Linked DNA regions of Acanthopagrus latus: region 1 is linked to region 2. Evidence: chromatin contacts called from public Hi-C data. All regions are on one chromosome and are shown on one strand. The core of a region is the stretch at or near the end of the contact, and the rest is flanking DNA. Distances in the headings are between cores, read along the strand shown. Region 1 holds the start of lzic (protein LZIC). Region 2 holds the start of tmem201 (transmembrane protein 201).

Region 1 (5,010 bases), core at 1,138-3,637, 130 kb before region 2:
TTCAAATTACACCTTACAGTGCAGATTGGATTTTTTTTTCTTGCAGTTGTCTCAGCATATAACAGGATAAAACAGCAGCAAGTATTTGCATGAAAATAAATAAATAAAATGTGTAAACATAACATACTATTTAGAATATAAAATATATTGCACGTGTATTATCATATTATACTATATTACTATCCAGTGAAGCAGTCCTGAGTGGGTGTGACACCCAACTGCACACCGTTTCCCTTACAGGAAACATTAGTCATAGTGGCAGAATATCAGTCAGTATCCAACCAAAACACTTCTTCACACTTTTGGATGCTACAGATTAGTCCTTTAGGAATCAAACAAAATAAAGCCCTCTAACTTTTCTTGCGATTGCGTTTTGCACAATATGTCACTTATTTACCGTCGGAAAATGTATTTAGTCTTTGTGCAAAGTACAAATGCTGTATGAACAGCATAGTTGACACAAAAGTTCCGCTGGCATCTGTAGGACACAATCATTTGTTAACATCTGTTCAAACATAACAGCACCAATCGTCACGTGCATTTAAGCACCACGTCAGATCTTAAACTGCTGGAGGGGCTGCTTGTAAATCATTACTTTAACAGTAATTTCTTCTGTCTTCAGTTACGTCAAGAGAGAGGATGAATGGGCTGCCTGAGGTGTAGCCACTGGGGAAGAATTAGAGGAAAACGGAAAACAGCGAGCAGGGAAAATCTGATACAGAGCTGACAGGAATTCTCTTAGATTCCTTGGCAGATTTCCTTGAACTTATCATAGCAGCTGAACACAAAAGACACTCCTTGGCTTCAAGGTAGCAAAACAGGGGCACAGGCACTCACAACAAATGAGAACCGTCAACTTACCGAACAACTTTTGCCGTCTCCAGCCACTCTGACTGAAAGCTCTCCCAGGAATCTACTGTGATCCAGTCTGAGTACTCTGTGGCCAATCGAGCCATCTCCAGACGGTGGCAGGCCTCAATCAGTCCTTTCTTCTTGTAGGCATCACCCACCGGAGAGATGATGCCTCTCACCACCCTGTACTGGCCTTAGAATAACACATTTATGTTTCAGTAATAATAATCTGATACTGTGTGTAAAGATTGCTTTTCCTTTTTTGTTTTTTTAACAACTTATTTTTTCATTTTTCAATAACAAAAACATTGACATCATTGGTTAATTTTTTTTATTTTTTTTTGTTGTTGCTGGTAATAATGACCCTGTTTACACATTTACAGATGGCTGCTCAATCGTTCTATTTCTGTTTCTTTAAGTATGTGCATGGTGAGATACCAGAAATAAATTTAAGCCATGTTTTGCTAATCAAGGTGAACAACCACTTTAAAGCAACATTATGCAATGTTCCCCCTAAAAATAACAGCTTCAGAATCATTTTGATGATACAGTGTCTTGCAACAGGCTGAATTATGATTATTTCTGCACTATGCAACTTCAGTGAGAGGGCAGGATCACAGCTTTGCATGCACGTTTAACATACAAGTTTTCGACACATCACATTGTTATGACATAATGAGTTTTGTTTGTAGTTAGCACCTGCAATATTACCTGGCTAACTGTTGCAGACCTGGGATTTGTATTCACGACAGGGTTGTCACACCCAGAAACTGTGGGGAGCGTCAATTCTCACAAGATAATAATTGCTACATAATGGTGCTTTAAAACAAAACAACAGAAACATCACTGCAACAGGGTATTATTCCGATTTCACTGCACCTGTTTCCTCTAGATGATCTCGGGCCAGTTCAAACATCCTCAGGTGCATGTTGGTGATGGGGTTGAAGGACCCGCAGCACAGAAGAACCACTTTGGTTGTATTGTGATCCTCCATGCCTCATTCTGGGGCGAGGTTAGCACTACAGCAGCACACATGGAGAGGAAAGCAAAGACTGAAGTTAGTTGCTGTGGCTAACATGTAAAAACACTGCCACTGAGGGGAGGCTCTGTCCGCTACACCAGAGCGACTGACTATGTGTTAGTTACTAATCGAAACTCGAAGAAGAGTTAGCTGAATCCAACGTTAGCGCCATCATTGCATCATGAACAGTAGCTAACGTTAGCTCTCTCTGTAACCAGGCAACGCGAGTTTGCCACCGAAATGATCGTGCAGGTTGCTCAAACACACAAAACACGGTCACGATAGGCTGCAAATGAGGCGTAGAGTAACGTAAATATTCGTTTTACTACCAGGAGACACAGCGACAGTCAGGTGCTCTGGATGGAATGATACGCCGACTTCCGGTACTGACGCGTTAAAATGAAGGAATCTGATTGGGCAGGAGATCGACCAGGAAGCAGACAGCCGCACCCGCAGTCTCGAGCTACGTTCACAATCACAAATCCCGAATCCGTAAACGCCTCAAGAAACACTGAAGACTTTGTAACCATATTTAAAAGTGGTTATTTCTCAACGAATCACAATTTAAGGATTTAGATTAGATTCTCATGTGCACTCGTCAAGCGTGTGCAAATATTTCAGTTATCGGACGACTGGTTTAAAACTGTTTACAAAGTGAGACCTGGTGAGATGTTTTCTTTTAGCATGCAAGCTAGCTAGCTAGCTAACTAAACAACTTTCAGTCATATAACGCTGTGTGAGCCTCCAGTAAACAGCTCAATCCATAGTTTCTCAGTAAACTTGGTGTCTGGCTACCTGTTGAACACTGTTGAACAGTGTTGCTGTAATGACAGCTCAGACAACGCCATCCTACCCCTACGCTGTCTAAATAGCATGCTAGGTTGACGTTTGTTATTCGTGGCATACAACATACTGCTGCATATTTGTCATTGTATATTCTGTGTTGTGTCCTTCATAGGTGTTATATACGACTTGAACTAAGGATGGCTTCTCGCGGGAAATCAGAGACTGGAAAGTTGAGGCAAAACATGGAGGAGCAGCTTGACAGACTGATGCAGCAGCTTCAGGATCTGGAGGAATGCAGGTGCACTGTAGAGAAATGCATTAAATCCATGTGATGTAGAGGGTCTTTACCAAATCAGTAAACATGACTGCTTTAGCTTGATGATGATCTAGTCTATGTCAGTTAGTATTTGTATTAGGGGACGACTGATTAGGGCCAATACTGATTGTTAGAAATCAAGGAGACTGAAAAATGCAATTTGAGACCGATGTTCATTTGCAGTAAAAATTCAAACCTGTCAAGATTTCAAACAATCAGTGATTGAATAAACCCTAGTACAATTTTAAGGTACTTTACTTCAGTGGTTCAATTTTCTACTACTTTATACCTCCTCTCCACTACATTTATTTGAAGGTTTAGTGTCTAGTTACATCATTTGAGTGTTTCTAGGCTATTGGTTGTGAAGTGTAATCAATCAGATGTTATTGTGGGCAGAGCAATGTGTGAGACGATGCCACACATCAGACAGTCTGACAGGAAAATCACAGATAACGATAATGGGAAAATGCTGAATGATGGCCTTGATAATCGGCCAGGACAGATAATCGGTTCACCAATAATTTCTATATATTTTCCTGTCAGGTTCTCATCCTTTTATTTGTTTATTCCAGAGAAGAGCTGGATGAGGAGGAGTACGAGGAGACAAAAAAGGAAACCTTGGAACAGTTGAGTGAATTCAATGACTCCCTGAACAAGATCATGACGGGAGACATGACACTTGTAGATGAACTCAGTGGAATGCAGCTGGTACGGACAATCTTTGGATGGATAATGCAGTTCATGCGAATCAATCCAGTGTGAGCAATGATTTTCAAAATGTTGCTAATTTTCCAATGTGCGTGTGTCTTCTTCAGGCGATCCAAGCTGCCATCAGCCAAGCGTTCAAGACCCCAGAGGTGATCCGACTTTTTGCTAAGAAGCAGCCAGGACAGCTGAGGACCAGACTAGCAGAGGTTTGCACTACACAGACAGTCATAGATTATATATTTGATGCAGCTGCTTAGTCACTCCACAGTGTTGGTATCTGTGTGTTGCATGGCCTGAAAATTATCTAACTAGTGTGCGACATTCTGTGCAGATGGACCGAGACGTCATGGTGGGGAAACTGTCACGGGATGTGTACACGCAGCAGAAAATGGAAATCCTCACAGCCTTGAGAAAACTTGGAGAGAAGGTGAGGAACGCTCGCTGCAGAGATGTGTTTTTTTTTGTTTTTTTTCTCGACAGATGGATGATTCAGAGGCTTGTGCCCATAAATCCTCCTGAAGCAGCTCTGACTTATTTTAGTCATGTAGCTGTCACTAGGCTGACAGTCCAGATGCTACAGCAGGCCTAAATCTCACTTCAGACGGAGCTGTAACAATTAAATCGCATTACAATTGTCGGATCAAAGCTTGAATTAACAGTGCACTATCATTTGTTTCCGGCTGGTCTGACAGCTCACTTCGGAGGATGAGACTTTCCTCGCTGAAAATGCCACAGCAACTCTGAGCCAGTTTGAAAAAGTGACTGCAAACTTAGGTGAGAATAAAGATGAGAATAAAGACTTGAACATTTGATCATACAAGTTAACATATAAACATTTGTATTTATCTTGCTTTGCCTTCTCTTTCAGGCTCCGAAGACAAAATTCTGGCCTTAGCTAGCTCTGGTGTGAAAACCAAGGTGTAGTGAATCTACAAAACGCTAATTTTATCTCTGTCCTTGTTATCATCAAGAAAGAAATGTGCCAATTGATTTTGTAAATAATCAACGCACTTGTAGGTGCTGCTGTAGATGCTAACACTTTTTAACAGTATTGTTTTATACATGGCAACTTTTGTAAATGTCTTTTATGTGTGTAGTTTGGTGTAAAATTGTATTGATAGGTACGAGCATGTTATTTGTTAAATATGAAAATATGTACATGAATGTGAAGGATAGTCAGGGCAGTTCAAGAGAAATGTTCTGTTGTGATTTGGTTGGATTTCTATGAGTCTTAAGACCTGATTATTCAACATGAATGTTTTTAAAGTGTTGTTTTCCTGTACGAATGCTGCAAATATTCAAGCTGTCAATGTATTTTAACCAAAGT
Region 2 (4,849 bases), core at 1,208-3,707:
TTTGAAATGTAAAAAAAAAAAACAAGTTTCAAACACAACTATAACATTACTGCTCAGATTCTGACCTTCGATATCGGGCTCTTCTTGGACCCAGCGGTTTGCGAGTTGCCACAGCAGCAGCAAAGCTGACAAGGCAGCAGAGGGATGAGGCACTGAGCTTGGCTGTGTCCATCCAGTCCAAGGCAGCAGTAAAGTAGCTCTCAGCCAGGTAGAGGCACAGGATGACGAACCACAGGACAGAGGCCACCGCATCAATTCTCCTCAACCTGAAAATGCATCGACAGGTGAGCCTGCAGAGTTTGTCTGACTACCCCCTTGGAAAGGAAAGGAAATAACAGAGGTGGTGACTGCTTACCTCACAGGCCCTGCAAAGAAGATAGCAGTGAGACAAGTCAACAGGCCAACAGAGACTACAGCCAGCTGGTTGTCTCTTCCGAACTGCCACACCAGCTTGGCATTTTCTTGAGCCTTGTCTGGGATCAGCCCCAGCAGACTCTGCCACACAGGCACGCCTCCACTTCTTTCTTTGTCGGGGGTGGATTCGTTGGAGGGCTTGGGCTTTGGTGGAATGACCCCGCCACTTAGTGTCTGCGGGCCACTGGTTGAAGTATGCTGGTCCGGCAATTCACCGAAAAATGTGGAAACTAGGAAAGCACATATCAGGAAGCCGAGGACCCGTAAGAGGATGACCCCCATGGGAGAAGAAGTAGAATAGGAGCTCTGTGGGAAAGAGAATGTTTTTTTTAATTGAGACCGTTAATATTTTTATGACACATGAAAGTCTACAAGGTGCACAAAAATAATGCTGACATATTATATTAAGAAAAGGCAAAAATACATATATTGGGAAAGTAAAGATGATGTGCAGATGTGCATTTTCACTTGAACTCTCAAACTGTCAAAAAGAATACCACAATCTTTTCTGTGCTTCGTGTAAATTTGACTTTGGAGTGCACTGACCTTTACAAAGCCCTTGTCGGATTCCCGGCTGCGTCGAAGCTGATGGTTTAGGAGCACTGTTCGAAGTTGCCTGTTTTGATATTTGATGTAGTACTCCACAGCTGTCTGACATGGCCTGCATAACTTGTAGGTCTGCTCAAGGTGGTGCTTGTAAGCCTCAATTTCCTCATCGTAGTTCTCCTACAGAAAAAGCAATGATACATTTAGTGTTGTCAATCATGATAGCGATGATGATGGCGTCATAGTGAGAAGAAAGGAGCACAGTACTTACATCGTCCCTTGGGATAAATGAGGCCAACTGCTTGATCTTTACAGACTGATTGGTATTGCACTTCCTGCAGAGCAGCATCTGACAGTTGACAAACTGCAGAGCCTTGGGTGTCTCAGATGAGGGAAGGCCACCAGATACTCCATGGTTCAGGTGCTCCATGTACTGAGCTGGGATGGGTTTGTTGTAATCCCCATTCTGAAAACAAGACAGATCAACACAAGATTGTTATAAAGGCTCAAAACCTACATCACATACATCAAGAAAAAAGTTTACAGATATGCAAAGACTTCAACCTTGGAAACTCACCTCCTGGAAGCCATTATACTGGTCACAGTTGGGACAGTCCCAGCAGTTCCTGTTCCCATAGGGCACCACTGTGTTCTGATTACAGAACCAGCAGTTCACGTTTGCATGGGTCGGCTTCTTCCTATATAAAAAAAACAAATAAATGCGGAGTTCTTACACGATGCAACAAAACACTGTTAATTAACCCGAAGGTGCATTTGTGACGTGCAGATATTTCCCACAATGTGCGTCGCTGAGGTGGATAATGAGTTAGTTAAGTTGAGTGGACAGGCTAAACCTTGTCAATCTGCGAGAAGTTTGCGGTGTTATTTCAGTGATGCGTAGACACAAAACACTACAATACCGTGATGTGTCATAAATCCTATACACGGTACACAACAAACAGTTAAAATACGCGCATAAACATTGCAAAAACTATTCGTCGTAACGCGAGTGGCACACAACTACCATCAGGTTACTTAGCACCACGGCTAGCAAAGTTAGCAGTCGTGCTAGCATGTACAAAGGTACGACTTTTGTAGCATAGGGAATGTATTTGTACGTTTACCGTTTGCAAAATTACTTCTTGATAATCACATTTATGAACCCGCGGAGATAATTTCAAACACTGTTGACAAACTTGTAGTACAGTTAACGTGGATCTAGCTGAAAACATACGCGCGGTACAAAACCTGCAACTTACCTGGTGAGAATCTTGTATATCAGCGCTCCGCCGGCGACGACCGCTGTAGCTCCGACCCCGCTGTACATTAGCTCGGGATACTCCAACAGAAGTTGATTAAACGCCTCCATTTCCACCGAAACTAGCAGTAAATAAACCAGCAAAACATGAGAAATGTAGTGTAACAGTACCGCTAAACACGGCGCGAGAGCGCACGCGGCAAGAGGATCCCCTTTTGTTAACGCCCATGAAACGGAAGCGGAATACGTGTCATCGCTTGGACTCGTTCCAATATGTTTTATATTCGTTCTTTTCGACTTTACTGTTCACTAAAATCACTCATTATTAAACTGTATCATATAAAATATATATTTTTATCATGTTTGGGTGCATTGATTTATTCTAAATACATATCCACCACATTGGTTTGTTTCTAAGCAACACGTAGTGTAGTAGAAAGGGGGGGGGGGGGGGTATGATAGTGTTGGAACGTGGCAGGGGACCGTTCCTGTCATATTTTCTCTCGCTTGCTTTAAAATCCTGATACGGGATTTTAAAAAAATCAATCAAATTATTATTTTCAATAGCAATTACCCTCGGAGACATTAGTTACAGATGTATTTTCATCCTATCGATGTGGTTTAACAGAAATGATATCTAATGTCATGACAAAAACACTGACGTGACTGACATTAATATCCTCAAGTCAGACAGAATGCTTGATCTTTAATGCTAAACCTGCCCTATTCAAAAGTGTTAAGAGATAACTTTTACCGTGATTTGGAGTTGAAATAAAAAATACAATGGACTGGGCTAAATGGCAAATGGAGATAAAAACAGAAAACAAGAAAAACAATAATAACAATAATGAGAGTATTTGATGAAAAAATAGCATTTTATTTTTAACAAACATGATGTATTTCACATCAGGTAAACATTCAAATAACACGGAAAACCCGATCAGTGCTTCACTGTCACAAACTATTGCATAGCAGCTCGAAAAAAAGGAATAAAACCAGAGAAAAGAAATAAATAACATAAAAATACGAACATAAATGCCTGCCAACAATATTGGCAATTATATATAAATATTAAAACAATCAAATGTAAAAAAAAAAAAAAAAAAAAATTAAATTAAGTAATTGTTTAACATAGGGGGCATCAACTAAGCCTCAGACTTAAACTAGCCGTCTTCCAGCAGTTCAGACTTGGTCTGTGACATTTCTGAAGCATAATGTAGAGCGCTGACAATAATTAATCTCCATATGAAGCAGAAACCAATTCAGAAACAAACAAATTCATAACCAGCTCATTTAACGTTTTTTTGTTGTTGTTTTTTTTGTTTTGTTTTTTTTAAACAGCGAGGACATTGAATACTCATCAAACTACTAAATAATTAACTTTACCTGACACATGAATGACAGCCGAACTGAAATGATGAAACAGGTGAACTTTGAGTCAATGATGGCTGTCAGTGGCACAAACAAACCAAAATCTCACATGTCGAACCGGTGAGGGAGCGGCGCCTCCGCCTGCCGCGCGTAGGAGGTGAACTGCTGGTAGCTGCACGGCACGGAGACGGTGCCTCCATCCGGGCTCATCGGCTGGGTCACTCCGCCGTAGGGACACCCGTTGTGGGGGACCAGCACGGGCGGGTGGCGGTGGTAAGCGGCGTAGGCGGTGTGGTGGAAGTGGGGTGGCGGGCAGTAGGAGCTCACCGGGGGGCTGGGGGACATGCTGCGGGGTGCCGGGTATCCGCTCTGGGACAGACCCCAGGAGCTCACGTAGGGCTGCAGGTAGAGATGCTCGGGGTACTCCGCGGGGCTCCCGCTCAGGTAAGGCACGCTCGCGGGTCTGAAGGGCCTCCTCACCCTCCTCCTCCGCCGGTAGTTCCCCTTCTCGAACATGTCCTCAAACGCGGGGTCCAGCATCCAGAAGTTGCCCTTCCTGTCCGCTCCGCTCTCCCTGGGCACCTTCAGGAAACATTCGTTAAGTGAAAGGTTGTGTCTGATGCTGTTTTGCCAGCCTTTTTTATTCCTCTCAAAGTACGGGAACTTTTCGACGATGAAGTCGTAAATCCCGGCCAGAGTCAGCCTCTTGTCCCGGCTCTCCTTGATGGCCATGGCGATGAGAGCCACGTAGGAGTACGGCGGCTTCTCCAGCTGCTCGGAGTCCCGCGCACCTTCGGGCTCAGGTGGGGGCGAGTTGGAGCTGATGTCCAGGAGCTGCACGCCCTGGTCGGCGGGGGGTTTCTCCTCTGCGTCCATGGCTCAGGTGTCCGCTTGTGCTGGAGCAAAAAGAAGAAGTAGTTGCAGTGTGCCGCTCAGCAAGGCAGCGCAGTGAGTGTCCGCAGGTGCACACACTCCTCCCACAGGTGCAGCGCGCAGCACCCAGCTCCTGCTTTCATCTCGCCGATTTCTCACACAGTTGATGCCACCGCGAGAGATTTCTGAGCGGCATGTTTATGCCGAAGCACCGTGTTGTAACTTTAATCCAAATATTCCCACTTTGGAGTGAATCCATCAAAGGCTACCCCGCAGAGCCTTTTTAACATTATTGCAACATTTGCCCCCGGAGGTCACATGCTGTCTCTTATTAACAGCGTTTACTGGTTAAAAAAAATGACAGTTACGATCAACTTGCAGTTTAAT

The links. Hi-C and Micro-C count contacts between places; a contact is called where the count stands out from the background.
Region 1: a contact with region 2 is called in a Hi-C map of muscle, with 4 times the contacts expected there. The contact joins the promoter of lzic here to the promoter of tmem201 in region 2. A contact is called at or near these places in 2 of 4 Hi-C or Micro-C datasets (liver and muscle).

Annotation. Positions count from the first base shown.
Region 1 is chr7:17,621,748-17,626,757 of fAcaLat1.1, reverse strand. It overlaps lzic (protein LZIC), which reads left to right and starts at 2,387. Exons shown (of 7, transcript XM_037103206.1): 1 at 2,387-2,527; 2 at 2,832-2,957; 3 at 3,548-3,683; 4 at 3,791-3,889; 5 at 4,015-4,110; 6 at 4,376-4,457; 7 at 4,552-5,010. The coding sequence starts at 2,857. The coding sequence ends at 4,607. It overlaps nmnat1 (nicotinamide/nicotinic acid mononucleotide adenylyltransferase 1), which reads right to left and starts at 2,336. Exons shown (of 5, transcript XM_037103203.1): 1 at 2,203-2,336; 2 at 1,732-1,871; 3 at 862-1,045. The coding sequence starts at 1,846. LOC119022403 (a long non-coding RNA gene) reads left to right here. Exons shown (of 3, transcript XR_005075904.1): 3 at 623-849.
Region 2 is chr7:17,489,060-17,493,908 of fAcaLat1.1, reverse strand. It overlaps tmem201 (transmembrane protein 201), which reads right to left and starts at 2,457. Exons shown (of 11, transcript XM_037104892.1): 1 at 2,220-2,457; 2 at 1,538-1,658; 3 at 1,232-1,426; 4 at 961-1,140; 5 at 356-720; 6 at 66-266. The coding sequence starts at 2,329. It overlaps foxl2l (forkhead domain-containing protein), which reads right to left and starts at 4,636. Exons shown (of 1, transcript XM_037104559.1): 1 at 3,075-4,636. The coding sequence starts at 4,465. The coding sequence ends at 3,695.